Regions from separate parts of the Pan troglodytes genome. Here region 2 is linked to region 1. A link is a contact called in public Hi-C data. All regions are on one chromosome and are shown on one strand. The core of a region is the stretch at or near the end of the contact, and the rest is flanking DNA. Distances in the headings are between cores, read along the strand shown. Region 1 holds the start of ARHGAP35 (Rho GTPase activating protein 35). Region 2 overlaps LOC134809051 (a long non-coding RNA gene).

Region 1 (5,490 bases), core at 485-2,984:
GGGACACAGTGACAAGAACCCCAGTGTTAAAGGACCGCTCCAAGAAAGGACGGCAATACAGAAGTTAAAAACCGGTCTAAAAATATGCGGGCAAGTGGACAGCTCCGAAGGAGCCGAGCTGGGGAGGGAAACACTAAATAAAGAGGATGGAGCAGAATTGAAAAAAACGAGAAGAAAGTGTAGGTACAAAATGGATCTAGGGGCAGGTCTGTGAGATGCAGAACAGGAAGGGGATGGGTGACCAGCCCGGGAGGTATCAGAGGTATAGTGAGGTTAAAGGGCATGTCTAAGGGCTAAAACGGGGAGGAGAGGAATTGGAGCAAAGAGGGGACAGGAAGCAGTTTTCAGGCAGAGAACTGAAGGAGAGACAGGCCAAAGAAAGGAGAAGCAAATGAATGCAGTAGCTCAGAGGAGTGCCAAAAAGGAGGTGGGGAAGAGAGGAAACCTCCAAGAGAACACGGGCTGAAACTGAAGGCAGTCTGAGTTAGGGATACATCATTTAAGTGAATAGCAGAAATGGGAGACCTGCAGAGTCAGAGAAGGGGGAGGAGGCTGCTTCCCGGGAAGGCAGAGTCAGAAGCAAGCAGGTGAGGGGAGCGCAGCAAGATCTGAGGTCGGGCAAGGGGCAGAGCTGAGAGGCAGAAAGGTCTGGAAGACAGGAAAGGGTCTGAATGGTAAACGGGAACAACAGCTGAGAAGGGGAACAGGCAAGCACGGTGCAGCCAAGTCCGAGGGGATCAGGGGAATGAGCTGGGGCACGGAAGGGTCAGAGAGCCAGCCGAGGGGCATCCCGGGGTGCAGCAGGCTCTGTGAGAGGGCAGACAGAAATGCGGGTAGCAGGGCCCACGAGGGAACGGGATTCAGTCCAAGGGGAAGACCTGGGGCAGCAGTGCCTGGCCGAACAGGGGTCTCAGATGGATCTCCAAAGGGTTGGAACCGCAGGTCCTAAAGGGACAGCTCCCAGGGTGCAACAGATTCTGAGACAGGAATAATAGCACAGAAGGTAGGTCAAAGAAGGGGCCGAGGACAGATCTGAAGGGTGGTGAGAGCAGAATCGAGAAGAGGGAGAAGCGTCACGGATCTCAAAAGTGGGAGCCACAATTAAGAGATGCAGAATGGTCAATGAGGAGAAGATGGGTCCCAGGAGCACTGCAGAGCCCGGGAGGAGTGAAGGGCATTATGGAGGGGTGGAAGGGGGAAGGGGGGCGCAGAATTGGGAACCGGTTGGCTGAAGTCGGGTAGGCTCCGAGGCAGACACCGAGATCCCAACGGGTCGGGGATGGGGGCGGCGGCGGGGACAGCAGGGCTGGGGCGGGCAGGGGCAGGTCCAAAGGGCAGGAGGGCCCCACGGGCCGGGCCGACGCGCGAAGCGACGGGGACGGCGGGGCCCGGGGGGCTGGGGGGGGGGGGCCGCTCCTCCCCTCCCCCTCCAGCTCCTCCATTGTTCGCGGGCTCCGGGCTCCGCCGTCCCCGCCTCCCCCTGGACCCCGCAGCGGGGCGGCGCCCGGCCTCGCCGCCCGGGGCCCGTGAGCTCGCGCACTCACCAGCTGGGCGCCCTCAGCGCGGCCCCGGCCTCCAAGATCCCGGCAGCAACGACGGGGGCCCCGGCGCCATGTTCCCCTGCTCCTAGTCCAGCGGCGGCTGAGGCGGCGGCGGCGGCGGCGGCTCCGGCGGCGGGGGGCCGGGCGGACCCTCCCTCGCGGGTTCCCTCCTCCGCCTCCTCCACCTCCTCCTGCCGCCGCGCCGCGGCTCTCCCTCGGGGCGGGGGGCGGGGAGGGGAAGGGGGGAGGGGCGGGAACCAGGGGGAGGGCGGACCAGCCTCGCTCACTCCCTCCCTCCCTCCCTCCCTCGCAATGGCGGCAGCGGCGGCACCTCCTTCCTGCGACGGCCGCTCCCGCGCGCGCGCCCCCTCGCTACTGCGCGTGCGCGGCGCGTGGACCGTTGCAGGGGTATAACGGCCCCTGGGCGCGCGCCGCGAAGGAACAACCAGCGAGGCAGTGGGGAGAGGTCAGAGCGCGTGCGCACCCGAGGGGCTTACTGCCACAGCCGCTGCCTGAGGTTAGGAACGGCCGCGGACGGTGCAGTGCGCGTGCGCCCCCGAAAATGCCGCTATTGCGGCGGCCGCCGTCGCGACTGAGAGCGAGGCGACTTGCAAACGAGCAGAGGGAGCGGGATGGGCGAGCGCGCGTGCGCGGGGGGCTGCCAGCCGGCGCAGCTGCTGGCGCAGAGCGGAGGGAGTGGTCCGCAGGAGCAGCGCGCGTCTGCGCGCGCGTCTCAAGCAGCCGATCTGCTGCCTCGCGCTGGCTCCTGGAGAAAGCCGAAGGAGAGAGGCATGGCCCGGTTTTGGGGGTGGGGGGCGAAGGGCGCGATCCCGCTCGCGCGGGACCTGACCAGCCAATGGGAAGCAATGGGAGGTGGGTTTGCCGCGCGAGCCGCAGCCGCCGGGATAACGGAGGAGGCCAGAAGGAGCGACGTAACGTGGGGCGGTGGGGCGGGGCTGAGAAGGAGGGAGCGCACCAGAGAGGGAGTTGATTGGAGGATATGAGGAGGCGTGGCCCGCCTCAGCCCAATCCGAGCCCCGCAATTCGTCGTCCCGGAAGAAGAGGCGGGGCTGGAGAGCGCGTGCTCTTTCTCCTGGCTGTGAAGAAAATCTGCAGCCAACGCGCGCGTCCATGCAACTTGTTTTTGGTTCTGTGAACGCCTGATCCCCAGGAGAGGGAAGACGGCCTGGTCCTGTGTGCAGCCCAAGCCTGTCACTTAGCATTGTGCAAATGGCTACAAATCGAATGTCAATTAGGGCGCCTGAAGGGAAAAGAGTAGTGATGGGAGAGGGCACCGCTGTAACCCTTGACTCCTCTGAACTGAGGAGGTGTTCCTCTGGGACTCCTCCGGAAGTACAGATCGTGGAAGATGAACTTCCCGGGCGCCGAGCCAATATTTGTGGAATGCATGAAGAAAGGCTGTTTCCTATTACATTTGGCATTTCTGCCATCAGTCTCTTCATCTATAAAATGGGATAATAATCGTACCTCTCTCGTAGGGCTGCTGTGAAAATTAAATAGATTATATTTTGCAAAGCTCTTGAAATCATGCCTTGCATATAGTAAGCCCTCTGTAAGCGTTGATAAATAAAATTACAGGGGCTTGTTTATTCCATTAATAAAGATTTTTATATTAAAGGATGTTTCCATTGACTTTTTTTTTTTTTTAATGTAGCACTTTTAGGGCCAGGCGCGGTGGCTCATGCCTGTAATCCCAGCACTTTGGGAGGTCGAGGCGGGCGGATCACTTGCGGTCAGGAGTTCGAGACCAGCCTGGCCAACATGAAACCCCGTCTCTACTAAAAATACAAAAATGAGGTGGGCGTCGTGACGGGCGCCTGTAATCCCAGCTACTCAGGAGGCTGAGGCAGGAGAATCGCTTGAACTCGGGAAGCGGAGGTTGCAGTGAGCCGAGATAGCACTGGACTCCAGCCTGGGCAGCAGAGGGAGACTCCGTCTCAAAAAAAAAAAAAAAAGGCACTTTTAATGCATTCAGTCTGATTTTTAGATGTTAGTGGCTTGAAACAACAACAACTTTTCTTTAAGCACTGCGGGGCTGCCAAATCGAGTGCGTGGACTGTCATTACAAACCGTGATGTGTAAGGGACTTTTGAGATTACTTGAGGAGACACAGGAAAGACAAGGTGGGGGGCAGTGAATTCCTGATACCTGTATTTCAAATTAATGTCTTTACAACGCCTATGCAGTGTTCCAAGTCTTTTCAATCTTAAATTTGTGAGCTGGCAGCATCTGGAGAACAAGGACGCTTGGGCTCACTCTGGATCCCCCAAACCCCTTGGGAGCCCATCAGCTCTGATTTACCCTTCAACTCTCAGCTTGAAGTCACCTTCTCAGGGTAGTCTCCCAGATTTGGCCTGATCCCTTGTTCTTTAATAATAAAAATGAGTACTTCGTGCCAAGCAACAGTCTTTTTTTATTTTTATTTTTTATTTTGAGGCAGAGTCTGGGATTACCAGCGTGCGCCACCACGCCCCGCTAATTTTTGTTTTTGTTGTTTTCTCAAGACAGAGTCTTGTTCTGTCACCCAGGCTGGAGTGCAGTGGTGCGATCTCGGCTCACTGCAACCTCCACCTCCCGGGTTCAAGTGATTCTTCTGCCTCAGCCTCCTGAGTAGCTGGGACTACAGGCGCCACATCTGGCTAATTTTTGTATTTTTAGTAGGGACAGGGTTTTACCTGTTCGGGCCAGGCTGGTCCCGAAGTCCTGGCCTCAAGCCATCCACCCACCTCAGCCTCCCGAGTAGCTGGGACTACAGGTGTGTGCCACCACACCTGGCAAATTTTTGTATTTTTAATAGAGACGGGGTTTCACTATGTTGGCCAGGCTAGTCAACATTCTTTTTATTTGTTTTTTTTTTTTGTGGATTTTTTTTTTTTTGAGACAGGGTCTTGCTCTGTTGCCCAGGCTGGAGTGCAGTAGACCAGTCATGGCTCACTGCAGCCTCAACTTCCTGGGCTCAAGCAATCCTCCTGAGCAGCTGGAACTACATGCTCTCACCATGACACTTGGCCAATTTTTTTTTTCTTTTGGTAGAGATGGAGTCTTGCTATGTTGCCCAGGGTGGTCTCAAACTCCTGGCCTCAAGGAGGCCTCCTGCCTCAGCCTCCCAAAACGCTGAGTTTACAGGCATGAGCCACCATGCCTGGACATGCCAGGCAGCAGTCTAAAAGTACTTTAGACCCATTAACTCACTGAATCCTCACAACAACCTTATGAGTAACTTATAAGGTACAGAGAAGTTACACAGCTAGTAAGCAGCAGGTTTGAGATACAAACCCAGACAATTGGGTCACGATGCTACACGTAGCATTTCTTCAGCGTTCAAGGTTTGCAGTTCTGTGTTGGATCCCAGCACTTTAGGAGACTGAGGAAGAAAGATCACTTAAGCCCAGGAGTTCAAGGCTTCAGTGAGCTATGATTGTGCCACTGCACTCCAGCCTGGGCCACAAGGCCAGACCCTGTCTCTAAAAAGATTAAATGAAGTTCTGTGTTGGTATCACCATTTTATGTGTGAGCCCTCTGAAGGCAGGGGACCCTGGCTAGTTCCAAAGTCTGGCCAATGACCCACAATTAAAACTTGTTAATAAATAAAAGTGAATGAGTCAGCCAGGCACAGTAGCTCCGGCCTGTAATCCCAGCACTTTGGAAGGCTGAGGCGGGTGGATTGCTTGAGGCCAGGAGTTCGAAACCAGCCTGGACAACGTGGCGAAACCCTGTCTCTACAAAACATACAAAAATCAGCCAGGCATAGTGGTGCACGCCTATAATCCCAGCTACTAGGGAGGCTGAAGCAGGAGAATCGCTTGAACCCGGGAGATGGAGATTGCAGTGAGCCAAAATCGCGCCACTGCACTCCAGCCTGGGTGACAGAAGGAGACTCCGTCTCAAAAAAAAAAAAAAAAAAAAAAAAAATCCAATGCTAAACAAG
Region 2 (5,515 bases), core at 1,378-3,877, 380 kb before region 1:
TGAGAGACAATATTGCATACACGTAATCTATTAGACACACAGTTCCATGGACACACAACATCACCCTGACAAACACAACCACAATGACACACAACCACAGTAACACACAGCATTGCACATGCACATACTGTCGGTGATACACAGTCCCACAGACATGCATTTCAGACACAGTCATAATGTCACACACACACACACAATCCCACCGTGCACCTCATTGTCCAGGCACACACAATAACAGTAGTATGTATGCACATCTTCCCCCGACACCCAGCACAGCACATGGGCATACACTATCACAGTGATACATACAGTCCCAACACCCACAACACAAGTACCACTGACACACTCAGTGACACACACAATCCCATATACACACAGCATTGTATACACGTACACACCATCACCATGACATACACACACAACCCCAGTGACACCCAGCATTACACAAACACATCCAACCATGACAACAGAACAGTACAGTGACATAGCACCTTCACAGATCTTCCCCCAACACAACATCACTCTGACACATATACGATCCCAGCGTCACGACACAATCACATGGGCACACACATCTCACTGCCAGACCAGCATGCTGCACAGAACCACACACATCACACCATCATGATCACACACAGCACACCAGAACATCACACAATTGTACACTGACACACAATCACATTGTCACAGCAGCCCATGACATGTAGCATTGTGACAAATGTAGCATGCTGACACACACCATCACACTGACACACAATCCATCAAGTGACACACAGTAGCACACACTGACACAACCCCACCGTAATGTGTGAACCCCCTGACACAACAGCACACTGACACAAATCCACAGAGGAGTCCAGCACACACACACATAGTCACACAAACACCCAACCCCCGCACCCCTGCCCTTGCCCCAGGAAGCTGTGTTAGATGTGGGACGGTGGGGGAGGGATGCGCTGTGTGTGTGTGTGTGTGTGTGTGTGTTTGTGTGTGCGCCAGCGCAGGCTGTGCCTCCCCCTCCCAGCCCTTCCCCGGGGGCGGGGCCGTGCGGCAGCCGCTGTTACCGGGTAAACTTCCCCGCCCCCCCCCAGCGCGGCCATTAGTCAACCCCCCCCAGGATGATGTCATCGCCTCATTCTGGAGGCTGAGTAATCCTCAACTCCGCCCCGCCAGGTACCAGGGTAGGGGCGGGCCGCACCTGGGCTCACCAAGTCTGGAGCTGGGGTCTGGAGCTGCAGGCGGCTCTGCCTTGGGTCTCCCGGGGAGGGAGGGGACTGAGGAATTGGGCCTCTCTGAAGTGGCCCAGCCATGCACGTTACGGTCTCTCGAGGCTGGGGGCTCCCAGTCTGGATCCACGGGGCCAAGTAAAGGTGCTGCAGGGCTGGATCTTCCAGACCTGGGGGTCTGGGACTGGGGAGGGCCCCCCAACCTCTCCACTACTCCCTCCTCCCCGGCCACATCACTGTGAGGGGCTGGGTCGCTTGGCCAGGTGTCTGGGGAATCAGAGACACGGGGCTTGGACTTCTGGGGTCCTTGGCACTATGAGGCCTGGGACCCTGGCGCAAGGTGGGGGGTCGGTGCCAACAGGTAAGGAAAGCGGCTCTGAAGTCAGATGCCCACGTCCTGGGAGATCAACCACCTGGACCCTGGGGAAAAGGGCTCAGAGGGGTGGGAAGTGGGCAGGTCTGCACCTTGGAGCTGGGCAGGTGGTCCCACCTAGGTAAACTGGACACCTGAGGGTCTGGTGACTGTTAGGGACAGGAGTGTCTCCCAGCATCAATGTGGTGAGGGCCAAGATGCCCAGGAGCTCTGTAACATCTCAGGGTCGGGAGCCCAAAGGCCTGAGTCCGTGTTTCTTGTGGGAGTGGGATGTTCAGCCCTAGTTTTCCTGGGATCAGACATGACTGTGTCCCCTTCTGGGGGGACCCTGAGTTCTTGTGTCCCGGGGCTGGGACATCTGCATCTCCTAAGAGGAGGGGGCTCATCTCCTTGTTTTCACGGCTCCAGGCATGCCTGGGTCCTTTGGGGGTGCAGTGACACCCTATTTTTATAAGGCCAGGACGCCTGGGTTCTTTTCTGGGAGGGAACTTCAACCGTTATGTTCAAGAGCCACGATACCTGCGGGGCGGGGAGCGGGAGAGCGGGAAACAACCAGTCCCTGTCTTCACGGAGTCAGGATGCTCAGGTCTCCTTGTGGGAGGGGGACCCTTGGTGGCACAAGGCCAACTCCAGGGTGCCATTCTGGGGGTAGGAACAGAATGCACAACCCCGTTTCCAGCCCATCCCAACTGCGCATCCTCACCCGAGAGTGCGGGACAGGGGAGCAGGGAGGTGGATGGTGCACAGCCCGGGTATCACCCCAGCCGGTCGCAGGTTTGCAGGCCGCGCGCCCGGCAGCTCCCCGGGGCCCGGTTCCCCGCCCCCCGCGCCGAGGGCTCCCCCAGATCCGGGCGGACGCGGCGGTGGCCAATGAGCGCGCTCGCCGTCTCCGGGAGCTGGGCCGGCTCTGCCCGCCTGGCATTGGGCACGCGGTGGGCAGCGGCGGGCGGGGCCTGGGGGGTCCTCGCGCCTGGTTGGGCCAGGCTTGTTGCTGGGTAACGGGGCGGCGAGTTTCCCCTGGCAACGGCGGCGGGTACCGCTCACTGGCTGGCCGGGAAGGAGGGGGGGCGCGGGCGCAGGCAGGCCCCGCAGACCCCAGCAACAGCGCGCGGCCCCCGCCCCGCCGGGAAGCGGTAACCTTCACACGCGCGCCGGCCGCTCGGACCCTGCGGACGCCCGCGCCCCCGCCCAGCCCCCACCCGGCCCCGGTCCAGCCTCCCGGCCTGCAGGGCCGGCCACACCAAGGGGACCCGGGAGACCCCTTCCCCACCGCGGAAAGCCAGGACTCAGGCCCTGCGGTGAAAAGTTAAGTCCTTCCCAACTCCCTCTCCCCAGGCTGCGAAATCTGCTTGCCCAGAATGGCAGACAAGATCTTGGAGACGAGACGGTTTTAGGTCTGCAGTCAACCAGCTCTATTTTGTCTCACCAGCACTTCACATCCGGCTTACTACCTCCGGGCACTATTCTAAGTATGTTACAAATACGAACTCATTTTATCTTCACAATATTTTTGGTCCTGCCTGTGCAGATCCCTTTTGGACAGTGAGGGAAACTGAGGCACAGAGCGGAGAAGCTGCTTGCTCAAGGTCATCATTTGAACCCATGTCGGAGTTATCGTTCCTCTGTGCTGTGAGCCCGTGGGAGAGGCATTAACACTCAAAATACGAAACTGCACAGAGTCAAGAAAACACACTCGTGGACGGCCTGCGGACCACCAGTTTGAGACCCCAGCCTCAACATGATCATCTGTGCAAATAGACACGAACTGTCCTCCTCCCAGAAGTAGACCTGGGCATCCTGACCCCATGAACACAGGGACTTGCTGTCTCTCCCCAAACTGGATTCAGGCATCATGGCTTTTGAACACAGGGCTGATGATCCTTCCCAGAAGAGAATGCAGGCATCTTGGCCCCATAAAAATAGGGGTCCTGGGCCGGGCTCAGTGGCTCACGGCCTGTAATCCCAGAACTTTGGGAGGCCTAGGCCGGTGGATCACCTGGGGTCAGGAGTTCGAGACCAGCCTGGCCAACATGGCGAAACCCTGTCTCTATTAAAAATACAAAAATTAGCCGGGCGTGGTGGTGCACACCTGTAGTCCTAGCTACTCAGGAGGCTGAGGGAGGAGAATCGCTTGAACCTGAGAGGCATAGGTTGCAGTGAGCCAAGATCGCACCACTGCACTCAAGCATGGGTGACAGGGCAAGCAAGACACCATCTCAAAAAAAAAAAAAAAAAGTAAAAAAAAAAAAAAAAAAAATTAGCCAGGCATGGTGGCACATGCCTGTAGTCCCAGCTACTCGGGAGGCTGAGGCAGGAGAATCGCTTGAACCGGGAGGAGGCTGAGGCAGGAGAATTGCTTGAACTGGAAGGAGGCTGAGGCAGGAGAATTGGGAGGCATAGGTCGCAGTAAGCCGAGATCATGCCACTCTGCACTCCAGCCTGGGTGACAGAGTGAGACTGCGTGTCAAAAAAAAAAAAAAAAAAAAAATAGGGGTCCAGGCCGGGTCCAGTGGTTCATGCCTGTAATCCCAGTACTTTGGGAGGCTGAGGTGGGAGGATCACTTGAGCCCAGGAGTTTAAGACCAGCCTGGGCAAAATGGTGAAACCTCATTTTTACTAAAAATACAAAAATTAGCTGGGCGTGGTGGCACAGGCCTGTAGTCCCAGCTACTCAGGAGGCTGAGGCAGGAGGATCACCAGAGCCTGGGAAGCGGAGGTTGCAGTGAGCCAAGATCACACCGCTGCATTCAAGCGTGGGTGACAGAGTGAGACCCTGTTCTCATAAAAGAGACGGAGGGGTCCTTAGCTAGAGGTTTCCTTGCTTGGATTCTCAGAGAGTCAACGGACTCCCACACTGGTAATAGTAATGACAAGTAACATATATTAAACATCCATCATCCCCAGTACTTTTCTTGTTTAATTTTTTTGTTTGTTTATTTATTTATAAAACAGGGTCTTTTTATTTTATTTATTTATTTTTTTGAGACAGAGTCTCGCTCTGTCGCCCAGGCTGGAGTGCAGTGATGGGATCACAGCTGTCTGTGGTCTTGTCCTCCTGGGCTCCAGCCATCCTCCTTCCTCAGCCTCCCAAGTAACTGGGTCCACAGGTGCACACCACCACGCCTGATTATTTTTTAAATTTTTTGTAGAGACAGGGGTCTCACTATGTTGCCTAGGTTGGTCTGGAACTCCTGGGCTCAAGCAGTCCTCCTGCCTCAGTTTCTCAGAATGCTGGGATTACAGGCATGAGCCACTGTGTGCCTAGCCCACTGTTTTATCTTTATTCACATTCTGACTGCACATCCTATGAGGTAGGGACCTGTGCTGTCTCAACTCACAGATGAGGAAACTGAGGCACAGAGCTGTGACCACTTCCCCAACATCACCCACAGGTGGCAGAGGGGATTCTAAGTCAGGCCATCTGGACTCACAGCCCACAGTCTTTCATGAGGGCTGCATGCGGGCTTAGGAAACCAAGGCAGGCGAATGGGTTCAGGCCAGGAGTTCAAAACTTGCCTGGGCAGGCAACACAGTGAGACCTCATCTCTACAGAAAATTTAAAAATTAGCCAGGTGTGGTGGTGTGCACCTGTAGTCCCAGCTACTCGGGAAACTGAGGTGGGAGAATTGCTTGAGCCTAGGAGGTGGAAGCTGCAGTGAGCTGTGATCATCAGCTGTGATCATGCCACTGCACTCCAGCCTGGGCAACAGAGCAAGACCCTGTCAAAAAAAAAAAAAAAAGAGAGGCAGCCCTTGACCCACCCACAAACTTCTTTTTCTTTGCCCACAAGGGTTTTGTGTTGTTGTTGTTTTGGGGGTGGGGGTCGGTTTTTTATTTTTGAGACGGAGTCTGTCGCCCAGGCTGCAGTGCAGTAGGGCGATCTCGGCTCACTACAACCTCCGCCTCCCGGGTTCAA

Evidence for each region. A called contact is a pair of places that touch in the nucleus more often than the background predicts.
Region 2: a contact with region 1 is called in a Hi-C map of stem cell-derived neural progenitor cells, with 3 times the contacts expected there. The contact joins the enhancer-like site here to the promoter of ARHGAP35 in region 1. A contact is called at or near these places in 1 of 7 Hi-C or Micro-C datasets (stem cell-derived neural progenitor cells) and 1 of 1 datasets of contacts at active chromatin or transcription factors (stem cell-derived excitatory neurons).

Annotation. Positions count from the first base shown.
Region 1 is chr20:49,788,110-49,793,599 of NHGRI_mPanTro3-v2.0_pri, reverse strand. ARHGAP35 (Rho GTPase activating protein 35) reads right to left here and starts at 1,734. Exons shown (of 7, transcript XM_016936303.4): 1 at 1,545-1,734.
Region 2 is chr20:50,165,078-50,170,592 of NHGRI_mPanTro3-v2.0_pri, reverse strand. It overlaps LOC134809051 (a long non-coding RNA gene), which reads left to right. Exons shown (of 2, transcript XR_010153590.1): 2 at 2,935-4,503. Among named protein-coding and RNA genes, the nearest start is that of BBC3, 7.0 kb to the right of the region's middle. Within about 2 kb of position 2,627, at least 16 of the 24 cell types and tissues checked have an H3K27ac peak or open chromatin away from gene starts, as enhancers often do. A contact at or near this core is called in stem cell-derived excitatory neurons and stem cell-derived neural progenitor cells, where this site is marked.